Regions from separate parts of the Mus musculus genome. Here region 2 is linked to region 1. A link is a contact called in public HiChIP or PLAC-seq data. All regions are on one chromosome and are shown on one strand. The core of a region is the stretch at or near the end of the contact, and the rest is flanking DNA. Distances in the headings are between cores, read along the strand shown.

What was found. HiChIP or PLAC-seq counts read pairs in DNA pulled down with a chosen protein or histone mark.
Region 2: an H3K4me3 HiChIP or PLAC-seq map of bone marrow-derived macrophages shows a contact between it and region 1, with 6 times the contacts expected there. The contact joins two enhancer-like sites. A contact is called at or near these places in 4 of 484 Hi-C or Micro-C datasets (bone marrow-derived macrophages, liver and myocytes) and 1 of 115 datasets of contacts at active chromatin or transcription factors (bone marrow-derived macrophages).

Annotation. Positions count from the first base shown.
Region 1 is chrX:18,879,641-18,885,311 of GRCm38.p6, forward strand. No RefSeq gene overlaps it. Among named protein-coding and RNA genes, the nearest start is that of Mir221, 260 kb to the right of the region's middle. Within about 2 kb of position 2,626, at least 38 of the 459 cell types and tissues checked have an H3K27ac peak or open chromatin away from gene starts, as enhancers often do. A contact at or near this core is called in bone marrow-derived macrophages, where this site is marked.
Region 2 is chrX:19,081,883-19,087,553 of GRCm38.p6, forward strand. No RefSeq gene overlaps it. Among named protein-coding and RNA genes, the nearest start is that of Mir221, 62 kb to the right of the region's middle. Within about 2 kb of position 2,754, at least 3 of the 459 cell types and tissues checked have an H3K27ac peak or open chromatin away from gene starts, as enhancers often do. A contact at or near this core is called in bone marrow-derived macrophages, where this site is marked.

The sequences.
Region 1 (5,671 bases), core at 1,376-3,875:
TTAGCAGTGGGTGGTTTTATAGTAGTATGTAGTCTTGCTTCTTCAAATAAATTCTGGTTTTAAAAGAGATCTTCACAATGAAACTAATATTGTATACAGGTATTCCCAGGAGTGACCCAACTTTGCTAGTATGACATATAGAAAGCACCACCTAGGAGCTGAGCAGTGATTATTCTGTGTGATTAAATAAACAGAAGTCGTGCCTTCTCAGGGCCCTTGATTTTGATGTTGCTTCACGAATGAACAGTGTTAAAGGTGGTGACCTGGGTGCAGGAAGAGGATAATGACATATCACAAACAGCAGAGTTGATCTGTCCTGAAGTCAAGGAGGAAGAGGTGGCAATGAGCCCTGATGTTTTTCAGAGAGGAAATATGTGACTTAGGTCCAGTATAGACCATCAGTTATGTATCAGGTGTTTGGCACATGACATCTGGGCCTTTATTTCTTGTCATCAGAATATTGTATACTCAAGAAGGAAGATAAGGCCAGACATGAAGCCCTGAGGGAGAGTATCAATGCATAGTAAAAAGAAAGGTTGAATGAAGACTTCAAGTTCATCCAGGTCTACCTTACTATATAGCAACTATGAGACCACAGGCCACACTTATAACCCCCGAACATTGCTTCACCTGAACAATAAGGATGTGAGTTCCTATTTGTAGGGATATGGAAAGAGTGCAGTGTGAGTTGTAGGCTGAGTCCTACACAGGAAGAGGCTGACAAGAGTATTTTGTGTGTTCTCTTGTAAGTGCTCACAGAGAAGACGAGGATGGAAGCAGCAGAAGCAAGTTAGGTACTGGAAAGGCTATAAAGAAAATAAAGTCTCAGCCTGACTGATCCTGCAGGTTTCCATGAGGGAGGGTGTGGTGGCCAGCATCAACTCTAAGCATTCTTATGTTGTCTGTGTTTGAGAAATGGCTCCAGGTTTGTCATGGGCTGCTAGAAAATAAAGGGATGTGATTTCTCTCTTTGTTAGGTTTGATGCTAACAAAGGTCCCCAGAGAAAGTAAAAAGAATAAGACAGTTATGAGGCCAAGAAATCATGACATCGACTGTGTTAGAAAAAAAATATTATTGTTGATCAAGGACATGCAACTGCACTCAGTCAGGGTCAAAATACTGGCTAACATCTGGAAACTTCCATAAGAGAGTACACTCCTAAACAAACTACAAGTGAGTTTGTATTGAAAGCCTGACCAACAGAAGAATATTAAGGTATGATAATCTAAGGGAAGCATAGGTGTTCCCCTTGACAAAGCATACTGCTCTACACAAGAGAGAGAATAGAAATACTGCCCAGTCCATACTCTCAGAAGCCTCTTTAGAATCACCTTTGCTGGACGGTATTTTTTTTCTAAGAAAGCTCACCTACCACAGACATAGGATTTTTAGAAGTTAAATTTGCAAGCTAGTTCTAGCAAAAGAAAGCTAACACTGGAAAGAGCAAGCAGGTGTTTCTCAGGGGACTAGCTTTGCTGCAAGTGATTCCCCAGAAGGTATTGGAGAAAAGAAATAATTCTACATCCCAAATTCTCAAAAATCAGAGGGAACTTGGTGTTGGGCAGTGGCTCTTGACCTGTGAGTTACAATTCCCTCGGAAATGTTGAATGATCCATTGACCTGGGTCTCCTAATACCGTCAGAAAACATAGATATTATGTTACAATTCAGTACAGTGGCAAAATTACAGTATAAAATAGCAATGAAATTAATTTTATGGTTAAGGGCCAACAAACAGGCAGACCTGTACTAAAGGGTTGCAGTATTAGAAAGGTTGAGAACCTCTGGTGGGTAACACAACAGTCTTCATGGGTAAAGACCTTGTTACAGTCATACATAAAGAAACAATGATCACTCGATGTTAGAGAAGGATGATGTCTTGTTACTTTTGTGATTGTTCAGTGGCTTTATTTTATTTTATTCCTTTTCCACTGTTTTGATGAGCTGAGAACATCATGGCCTTTCTGCCAGTAGGTCCATTTCTCACTTTCTCTACTTGTCAGCAGAAATGTATTTCATTTTCTCAATGGCACCCGCCCTTTTCCCTCATCAAAGTTTAAAAAACAGCCTTATTTTGTGGCTGTGCAAATTTTAAGGATATGCCAGTCCTTGTACCACATGGGATATGTCAGTCCTTGTACCACCTGGGATATGCTACCAAAACTCCATAGGAAGTGTTTTTAAATTTTAATAGCAAGACATTCTCTGACTTAAAAAGCTGTAGTCTTTCTTACCACAGATTCTGCACTTCTTTTGGGTTTTAGGAGGTATGCAGCCAAACTTGAAGCAGCTTCAGGCCCAGTGTTTGGGTCCACACCTTTACACCTGCTTTTCTCTTTTGGACACTCTTTTTTTTCCCTTCCTTCTTTTCTTTTCTTTTCCTTTCTTTTCTTTTCCTTTCTTTTCTTTTCTTTTCTTTTCTTTTCTTTTCTTTTCTTTTCTTTTCTTTTCTTTTCTTTTCCTGCTTCTCCTCCTCCTTGTCCTCCTTGTCCTCCTCGTCCTCCTCGTCCTTTCCTTGTCCTCCTCCTCCTCCTCCTCCTCCTCCTCCTCCTCCTCCTCCTCCTCCTCCCTCCTTTTCTTTCTAATGGGTGGTAATAGTTGGGGATTTTTGCAGGCAGACAGCAGGGGTCACCATGGAGCTGTGCATGGTGGAGAGGTCTCTTACAGTTGTTCTGAAATGGCACGGGGCTTAATTATGCGATTCAGATGTGTATTCCTTTTGCTCTGACTGTTTAAAACTTCACAGTATCATTTCAGTAATCAATAGATACAGTTGTTTGAAGGAAAGGAGAAAAGGTAGCTTCATACAGTGTTTTCAAAAAATCATGTCAAACCCTATGGAACTCTGAAAAAAAAGTGGTTACAAAATGTGTTTACTTAAATATTGTGAAATGAGGATGGAAATTCGAAGGGCAGGGTATTTGTCATCTACTCATGACTAGCAGATGGCCGCCTCCTCCTCCTCCTCCTCTGCAAGCCGAGTGACTCACATTGTACAGGGTGTGCAAAATGAAATTTCAAAACTCTACTGAGAAGAGGTGGCAGTGCCATAACTTGATGCTGGAGGAATGTGCCAGCCAGATGACTTTGCCAGCCAACATTTTGCCAAAGACTCAAACAAAATGTCTCTCACTGGAACGAGTTTGGATGTGTGTTCAGTCCATCATATCTGAAAGGATCAAGGATATGCTTCAGGTTGTGCGTGAGCCTGGGTGCATTTGAAAGGGAGGGTGGTCTGCTTTGCCAGACCAGATCTGGGTGGTAATCACTGCTAGCAAGGTGAGTCATGTCAGATGCACTCACCTGTTTTTGTTTGTCAGCCCGAGAATGGTGTCAGGTCTGCCTCCAGCCAACAACAGAACAAAGTCTGGGCTGTTATCAAAATCCTCCAATAAATGGGAGTCAAGTTTACAGATGATAATTTAAGTTCAAAGTTCTCTTTTTTTCTCTTTTGTTTAATAAAAAGAAACTTTGGCTCTGCTATGCTTAACCAAAACACTAGGTTGTGTTTTAGGTAATTATATTTGTTTAAAAATAGAGTCCTAGCCTGGTGGACAAATGCACATTTGACTTTTAGCTAGATTCTAACTTTCCTTCATGTGATAGTCACCAGGGGTGCTCCTAACCTCACATGTTCTAAATCTCCTGGTGTTTCCCCTTGGGTGAAGTCCCTTGTTCTGGTGGTAAAGAAAAGCCTTGCAGTTTATACCTGACTCTCTTTGACTACTTGCTCTGAAGGAAGCCAGTTGTCCTGTAAAAAGTCGGACTACCCCTAAACTACTGTCCTTTGTGGAAGCCACATGAAGAAGCTAGATGAAGAGGGAAATGCCTGAAAAACATTTAGCTGTTTCTCAGATCTTGGCAGATGAGACAGATGTGGCTAAAGAATCCATTTTGGATGTCTCACTCAGTTGAGTCTCCTAATGACTCCAGCTGCCATCAGAGTCTAACCACCTGGGAGAAACGAAGGACCACCTGGCTGTGCCCATTCAACCCACAGAATAATTGATCCTTAATATATTGTTTTTAGTCACTAGGCTTTGGGGACTTTAAAAAAAAACAATAGCAGATAATCTAAATATGAGGGGAAGGGAGGAAATAGCAGGCTAAAGAGGATCTCTCTCTCTCTCTCTCTCTCTCTCTCTCTCTCTCTCATGTAGGTATTAATGTTGAATGAAACAATTCACAATTGAATGTTTTCATCCTGGGTTTTCTTACCAATTCATGGCAGCCATTTCACTATAGCACTAGTGCAGCAAATTTCCCAGTAGAGTTCAGTTAAATCCCGTTTACCTGTCTGAATCATATTTCAGACATTGAGCACTTCCACAGGTCTCTCTGTTTCTGTGTATCTTGTAAGCAAAATAAGACTGTTTTTCTGTTCCAGGTTACATTTTCAAGAATAGCTGTGTAATGCAGTGTTTTGCGCCTGAGAAAAGGCTAGAAATGTTTGTTTTTCACTTTTAAAAGATCTATATTTTCCTAAATGTGCAGATGCTACCTGGCCATCTCCCCAGCACCTTATGAGAGCTCCTCCCCAGGAAACATTCTCTGATGTGCTTGCAACCTACTCTCTGATCCTTCCTGAAATTAATTACCGACCCAGGAGTCTTGTATCTTCTCCTACCACCCATGCAACCATATTCTGTTCAGTTATAAGTAGACTAAACTCACATATCTCAATTTTTTAGCACAGGAAGAATTCACTGTACCAAGTCAGCTTTTAAAGGTCTAGGAATTAAAATAATTACAAGATGCTAAGAACTATATTTCAAATGATAAGTAAAACCCCTCTGCCTTCATCTGAAATCCTAGATATTTGAAATATTCTCAGCATTTATAATTTAAAGTATGTATTTCTTTACTTAAAAGGTCATATATCTGAGGTATTGAAAAGTGTAGAATACATTAAACTTTAGCTATTTTTGATGAAAGGCAAAAACCATTGCTAGAAAAACTAATACTAGATTCCATGATTTTGTGTGTGTGTGTGTGTGTGTGTGTGTCAGTAACCATAACTACAACTATGTACAACTTCCAAAATCTGGTAAAGCCACTCCAGCCATGTTGAATTGCTGTAAATTGTGTATATGATTCAAGAGAACAATATTTTAAATAATTTGATAAGCTCATTTATTGACTTGACTTAGAGAATGGGAGGCAGTGAGTGAAAGAGGGTTCAGGGAATGAATAATGGTGGTGGGAAGAGAAGCCATAATCCTAACCCCATGGTTTGCAGATAGATGGAAATTGGGCTCAGTTTGCAGTGGGCCTTCTGCATTAATTCTGGCACAGACTTCTTCCTCAAAGATAAATACCAGTTTTGGAAGTAGGGGCTCTAGTGACTAAGAACATGGTATGTTATAATTTTATCTACTCTCCATAGGGCCCAATTTCTGCATTTTTAAGGCAGAGGTAGTCATAGCACATTTCCAAAGGCTGTTAGGAAAAAATCAATGAACCATGTATTTAAATTTCTTACTTTTTACATAGAAAGTGAGTAATAATTTTAGCAATAGACATTATTGAAAAATTTCTAGAATTAGGGTTTCAGGCACTTAATCAAATATACTTATTTTCTTCCATGGAGGCTTTGGTAACTTCTTTACATATTTGAAGGAGGTAAGACAGGGAGTACAGCCCATTCTAAAGGATTGAGTTAATACTGAGT
Region 2 (5,671 bases), core at 1,504-4,003, 200 kb after region 1:
TCTCAATTAATTGGACCCCCAAGATCTCTCAGACACTGGACCAACAACCAGGCAGCATATACCAGCTGATTTATAAGGACCCCATCACATATACAGCAGATGACTGGTCTGGGTTCAGTAAGAGAAGATGCACCTAACCCTCAAGAAAATGGATGCCACAGGGAGTTTAGAGGTCTGGTGGGGTTGGTGGTAGGTGGTGAAAACATCCTTGTGGAGACAGAGGGCCAGAGAGAGGTATGGGATGTGGAACAGTCAGAGGGGTGGATAGGGAGGGGAGTAAAATCTGGAGTGTAAAATTAATTAATTAATTAATTAAGAAGAATTTTGATACCAGCCTGCTATCTATGTCTCTCTCAATTCTAAGTCTGCAGCCATCAATTCCACTCCAAAACCAGCTTCCTCACACTTTATAGTGATAGCATGGAGCATGGATGAAAGAGTTACATAGAAAACTTCTGTGAGAACCCTGTACCTCTCCACCCTACCCTGCCAAAGTAACAACTCAGACAGAAGCCATCAAAGAGAAACCTTAAAACCTATAAGAAGGATACCACAATTGGTGGTTTCTGGTGTGGATGCAGGTGGGGCTAGCTATTAATTTCACCATGCTTCAGTGAGCATATGGGCAACATAAATTAGACTTTGGTTTGTCTGCTTCTTCTCCTCCTCCTTGTCCTCCTTCCCCTCCTTCTTTTTCTTGTTTGGGGAGTGGCACAAGAATAAAGTGACAGACCTGGGAGGACTGGAAAAAGAATGTGATCAGAGATCATGATGTGAAATTCCTAAATAATCAATAAAAATATTATGGGAAAATAATTTTGATACAAGGTCTGGAAAAATTGTTCAATCATCAAAGCACTTGTTTTGCTAAAATGAGATCCTGAACTCACTCCTCAGAATCCTCATTTCAAAGGCCAGACACCAAGTCGGGCAATGATGTCACACACATTTAATCCCAGAACTTGAGTGGCAGAAGAGGTAGGCAGATCTTTGAGTTCAAGTCTGGTCTGCCAGCCTAGCTCAAATTAGCAAGCCCCCAGCTAATGAGATGACCTGCTTCGATAAGAAAAAAAAAAGGTAGCTCTTATGTTGCTGTGATAAAATACCATGACCAAAAGCAACTTGGAGGAAAAAAAAAGCCTTATTTGGCATAAGTATTCCAGATTCATCATTTAGATAAGTCAGAACAAGAACTCAAATAGGAACAGAGGTAGAAACCACAAAGAAATGCTGCTCAATGGCTTGTTTTCCATGATTTATTCAGCTTGCTTTCTTATACATTCCAGGATCACCTGTCCAGAAGTGGCACTACACATCGTGATCTGAGCCCTTCCACATCAATCATTAATCAAGAAAGTACACCACAGTCTCAATCATGGATCAATATATAGAGCTGATTTCCCATTTGAGGTTCTTTCTTTCTAGGTAACTCTAGCTTGTGTAAAGCTAACAAAAATTAACAAGCACAGCAGAACTATACCAGAAATCATCATCCTCTTGTGTGTATTCTCTCTCTCTCTCTCTCTCTCTCTCTCTCTCTCTCTCTCTCTCTCTCTCTCTCTCTCTCTCTCTCTCTCTCTCTCCCCGTCTCCCTCTCCCTCTCCCTCTCCCTCTCCCTCTCCCTCTCCCTCTCCCTCTCCCTCTCCCTCTCCCTCTCCCTCTCCCTCTCCCTCTCCCTCTCCCTCTCCCTCTCCCTCTCCCTCATGCATGGACACCAGCATACACAAACACGCACATGTGCGTACATGTATACTGTCCCACACAGAGAGAAAAAAGGATTTTAAAATCAGAAAGTAAAGAATAAGTTTCTATTTTTGCAGCTATAATAACTTAAAATTAGATGCATCTTTTATATCATGTACACAAAAATAAAAATAAAATATGGCACAAATATATTTTAATACACTTTATGTTTGTTATTCATTGGCATGGTTGACATCAACACTGTCTTATGCCCTTTATTTCCCTTCTTTCATCACACAAAGCTCCAAACCTAAGTTCTTGCCTACATTTAGCACTGGGTTATTTTAGCTAATAATTTAACTTACAATGTGAGAGTTTCTCATTTGAAATTCGATGGTCCTGAGTTTTTGTCTGCCCTCCACAGGGTTTCTCTTCTCTTCAAAGAAAACCACAAGAAAGTGGGTATCTATGGCCCACCAGTGCTGTGCACTGGAGAGCAGGTCTGTTGATAGTATGGCAATCCACAGGTCTCTGACTGTCTTCATCCTGTGCTGTGCTGCCTGGATTAGATTTAATTTGATTTTTATGACTCCTTGGCATAGGGCAGCTTTGGCCACAACTCCAGGCATCAAGCTAGGATAAACAAATGACTGCCATCTTCTCTGCCCCTGAATGATATAGGAACACCACAAGGCAACTCTGCCCATTGCCGGGGTGTGCTTAAATATTTAATTTTTATTTTTATTTTATGTGCATTGGTGTTTTGCCTGTACATTTGTATGGGAAAGAGGGTAGAAGATCCTGGAACTGGAGTTACAGATAGCTGTTAGCTGCTATATAAAAGCTGGGACCCAAACCTGGTCCTCTGAAAGAGCAGCCAGTGCTCTTAATATCTGAGATATTGTTCTAGCCCTTCTGTTGTGTTTTTTTAAGTATAGGTATATCTATGTGTCAGGGTGGGTATAGATGTGTGTGACTTTCCTCAGAGGTCTGCAGAGAGTGCGGTGTCCCCTGGATACCATTTACAGGCCACAGCCATTTACAGAACAAGAAGTACTTTTATCCACTAAGTCACCTCTCCATCCCCCATTTGTATTTTTGATTAGGGAAGCAGAGGAACCCACAGTAACTTCCTATTAGGCAACAATGGCTTCTAAAATTTCACTAGTAATCATTCATTTTTTAGGTTTCTAAAGATTCTGGAATTTTATTCTACTTAAACATAATTTAAGTACTTATAAGGAAAAAGGAACCCACAACATGGCTTTGAAGAAATGAGATGAAGAGGAAAAAGATCTGGGACGTATAAAGAGACATCAGAGAGAGAGACTAAACAATTAATGAGGAGAAGGGAAATGAATTTCAATATAGATATTTTTATACAAAACAAAAATTTCAAATGAGTACATTATAGTAATGTCTATATTCTGATAATCATTTATAGCTGCTGTCTAACTTCTATCATGTATCAGGGATACAGGTGCTGGAGATATAGCAACAGACTAAAAAACACAGCTAAAGGTACTTTACACTGAAGATTAAAGAAAGAGGAGAGAAAGGAGGGGGATAATTTTAATCTTAATAAGGACTAAACTATGAAGGGAATAAAAGGAAAGCCAAGAAAGTTGTGATAGGAAAAAGTAGAAATGCATACTCTTGCTAATTAGGAAAGTTAAAGAATGTTCTAGAAGGTAACTGAGCTTAGAACTGAATAATGTGATCCAGATGACTGTAGCTACTTGGGGAAAGAGTTCTGCTGCAGGGTCAGAATGAAGGCAAATGTGGCTGGTGCACAGCAAGAGCATAGTCAGAGGTAAGGTTAGAGAAGTGGGCAGAGGCCAGTTACTGCAGGGTCTCACCTTCTATCCTCATTCTCATTACCCATCTGAAGGACCTGATCCCAGAACCTGTCCTAATTCTCAAAATTCACTCAACTCTTACTACATTAACGGAAGAGGTGACCTTAAATATCTTATGGAGGACACATTAAATGAAGCATGTCCAATATAGTTATCTTACTTAAAGACTAAAAGGAGCTAGAAGCTATGTGTGACAGCATGTGTGACTGTAATATCAGTGCTTAGGAGGTATGGGCAAGAGAATTGCAATTTCAAGTCCGGTCTGGCTCACATAGAAACTTTGTGGCAGCCTGAGCTATATATTGAGGCCCTCTCAAAATGAGGAAGAGGAAGAGGAGGAGGAGGAGGAGGAAGAAGAAGAGGTAATGGTGGTGGTGGCGGTGGTGGTGGTAGTGATCTGTGTAAAACTGAGAAACTGGATCTGGGAGTTCAGCCTCTTTGTGGCTGTTCATTTTACTACCTGTAGATAGAATGGCATTTCTCTTTCCGTATCCACCCCCTGATTACCACACAACTGCACTCAATGTGACTGCACTCAATGTGATTCTTACTCACTCTTTTTTTTTCTAGGACACAATTCCTGAAGGGAAAGAAGAAGCATGTTCAGCAGAGCCTGGGAAGCCCACCTGGCTTCCCTGGAGTTTTGTTGGAGGTTTGTGTTTAATTATTTGGGTTTCTGTTTTCTCATCTTCTTCTAAACCAAGAATAGCCATATACTGGAGTATTGGCACAATAGGCAAAAATAACTCAAGAACACCCAGAAGATGATACATTAAAGGAAATCAGTGTTAACTATCTGAAATGCCATCCTCAGATCAGTAGAAATTCATAGTGTGGTTGTGGTAGTAGGCAGAATAACACATCCAGACCATATCCATAACCTAATTGCCAAAACCAAAAAATATGTCCCCTTACTTGAGAAAGGATGCTCTGCATGTGTGATTTCTTTTGGAAACTGGAGATAGGGAAAGCAGTTTAGACTCTCCAGGTGGGTCCAATGTAATCATAAGGATTTTTAGAAGAGGAAGAAATGGAGTTACACATCAAAATGATGTGACACAAAAGGGGACTTGGGTCACTGTTGCTGGGTTTGAAGTTGGAATAAAGGACCACAAGCCAAGCAATTCAAGCAACATCAAAATGTTGGAAAAGGGAAAAGGATGAATTCTTCCCTGAAAGCCCCCAAAAGGAAGGAGCCCTGGTGACACCTTCATTTTACCTTAATTAGGATAATTTTGCTCCCCTAGTCTCTCAAAGTATAATATAAGTTTACATTGTTTGGTACCACTGAGTTTACAGCAACTTGTGTGGCAACAATCAGAAATTCATACAGTTTACCCAACTGCCAAAAACTGCATGCTTATGTGGATTCTATCATAATGTCACATCATAAGAATTCTGAGAGTCCAGGCGGTGGTGGCACACCCCTTAATCCCAGCACTTGGGAGGCAGAGGCAGGCGGATTTCTGAGTTCGAGGCCAGCCTGGTCTACAGAGTCAGTTCTAGGACAGCCAGAGCTACACAGAGAAACCCTGTATTGAAAAACCAAAAAAAAAAAAAAAAAAAAATTCTGAGGAAAGTTCAAAATCTGTGCCTCAGGATGTTGTTTTGTAAAATCACATATTCATTTCCTTTTCCATTTTTTGTGATACTGGAAATTTAATTTGGCCCTCAAGCAGGCTAAGCAGGTGTTCTCATGAGCCATGTGCCCAGCTCTTACCTACTGATTTCTCCATTCGTTTATTCAGATATCAAAAAGAGCATGTTCTCCAATAGCCTCACTCCTGCTATCTTTTTCGCTTTTGCCACATCTGGTTGCTAGTTGCCATTTTCTAACCCACAAGCCATTGTTTTCAGGAAAAAAAACCATGAGAAAATAAAAATTCATGTTCATCTCCATGCAAAAGTATTGAATTTTTATCTAGAGAACTGTGTTGAGCCTTGGCAACATTTATCTGTTCTGTGATGAATGTATTGCAAGGTGACTAGTTTTCCTTGTGTTCGAAGACTGGAGTTCAGTGAAGCTATATGATTTTGTTTGGTTTTCAGAGCCATTGCTATATAGTGACAGCTCCTTTCACTGGCTAATTTCAGGGTATGTAAGGGCTGAAGGGTTGAATGAATTCTTA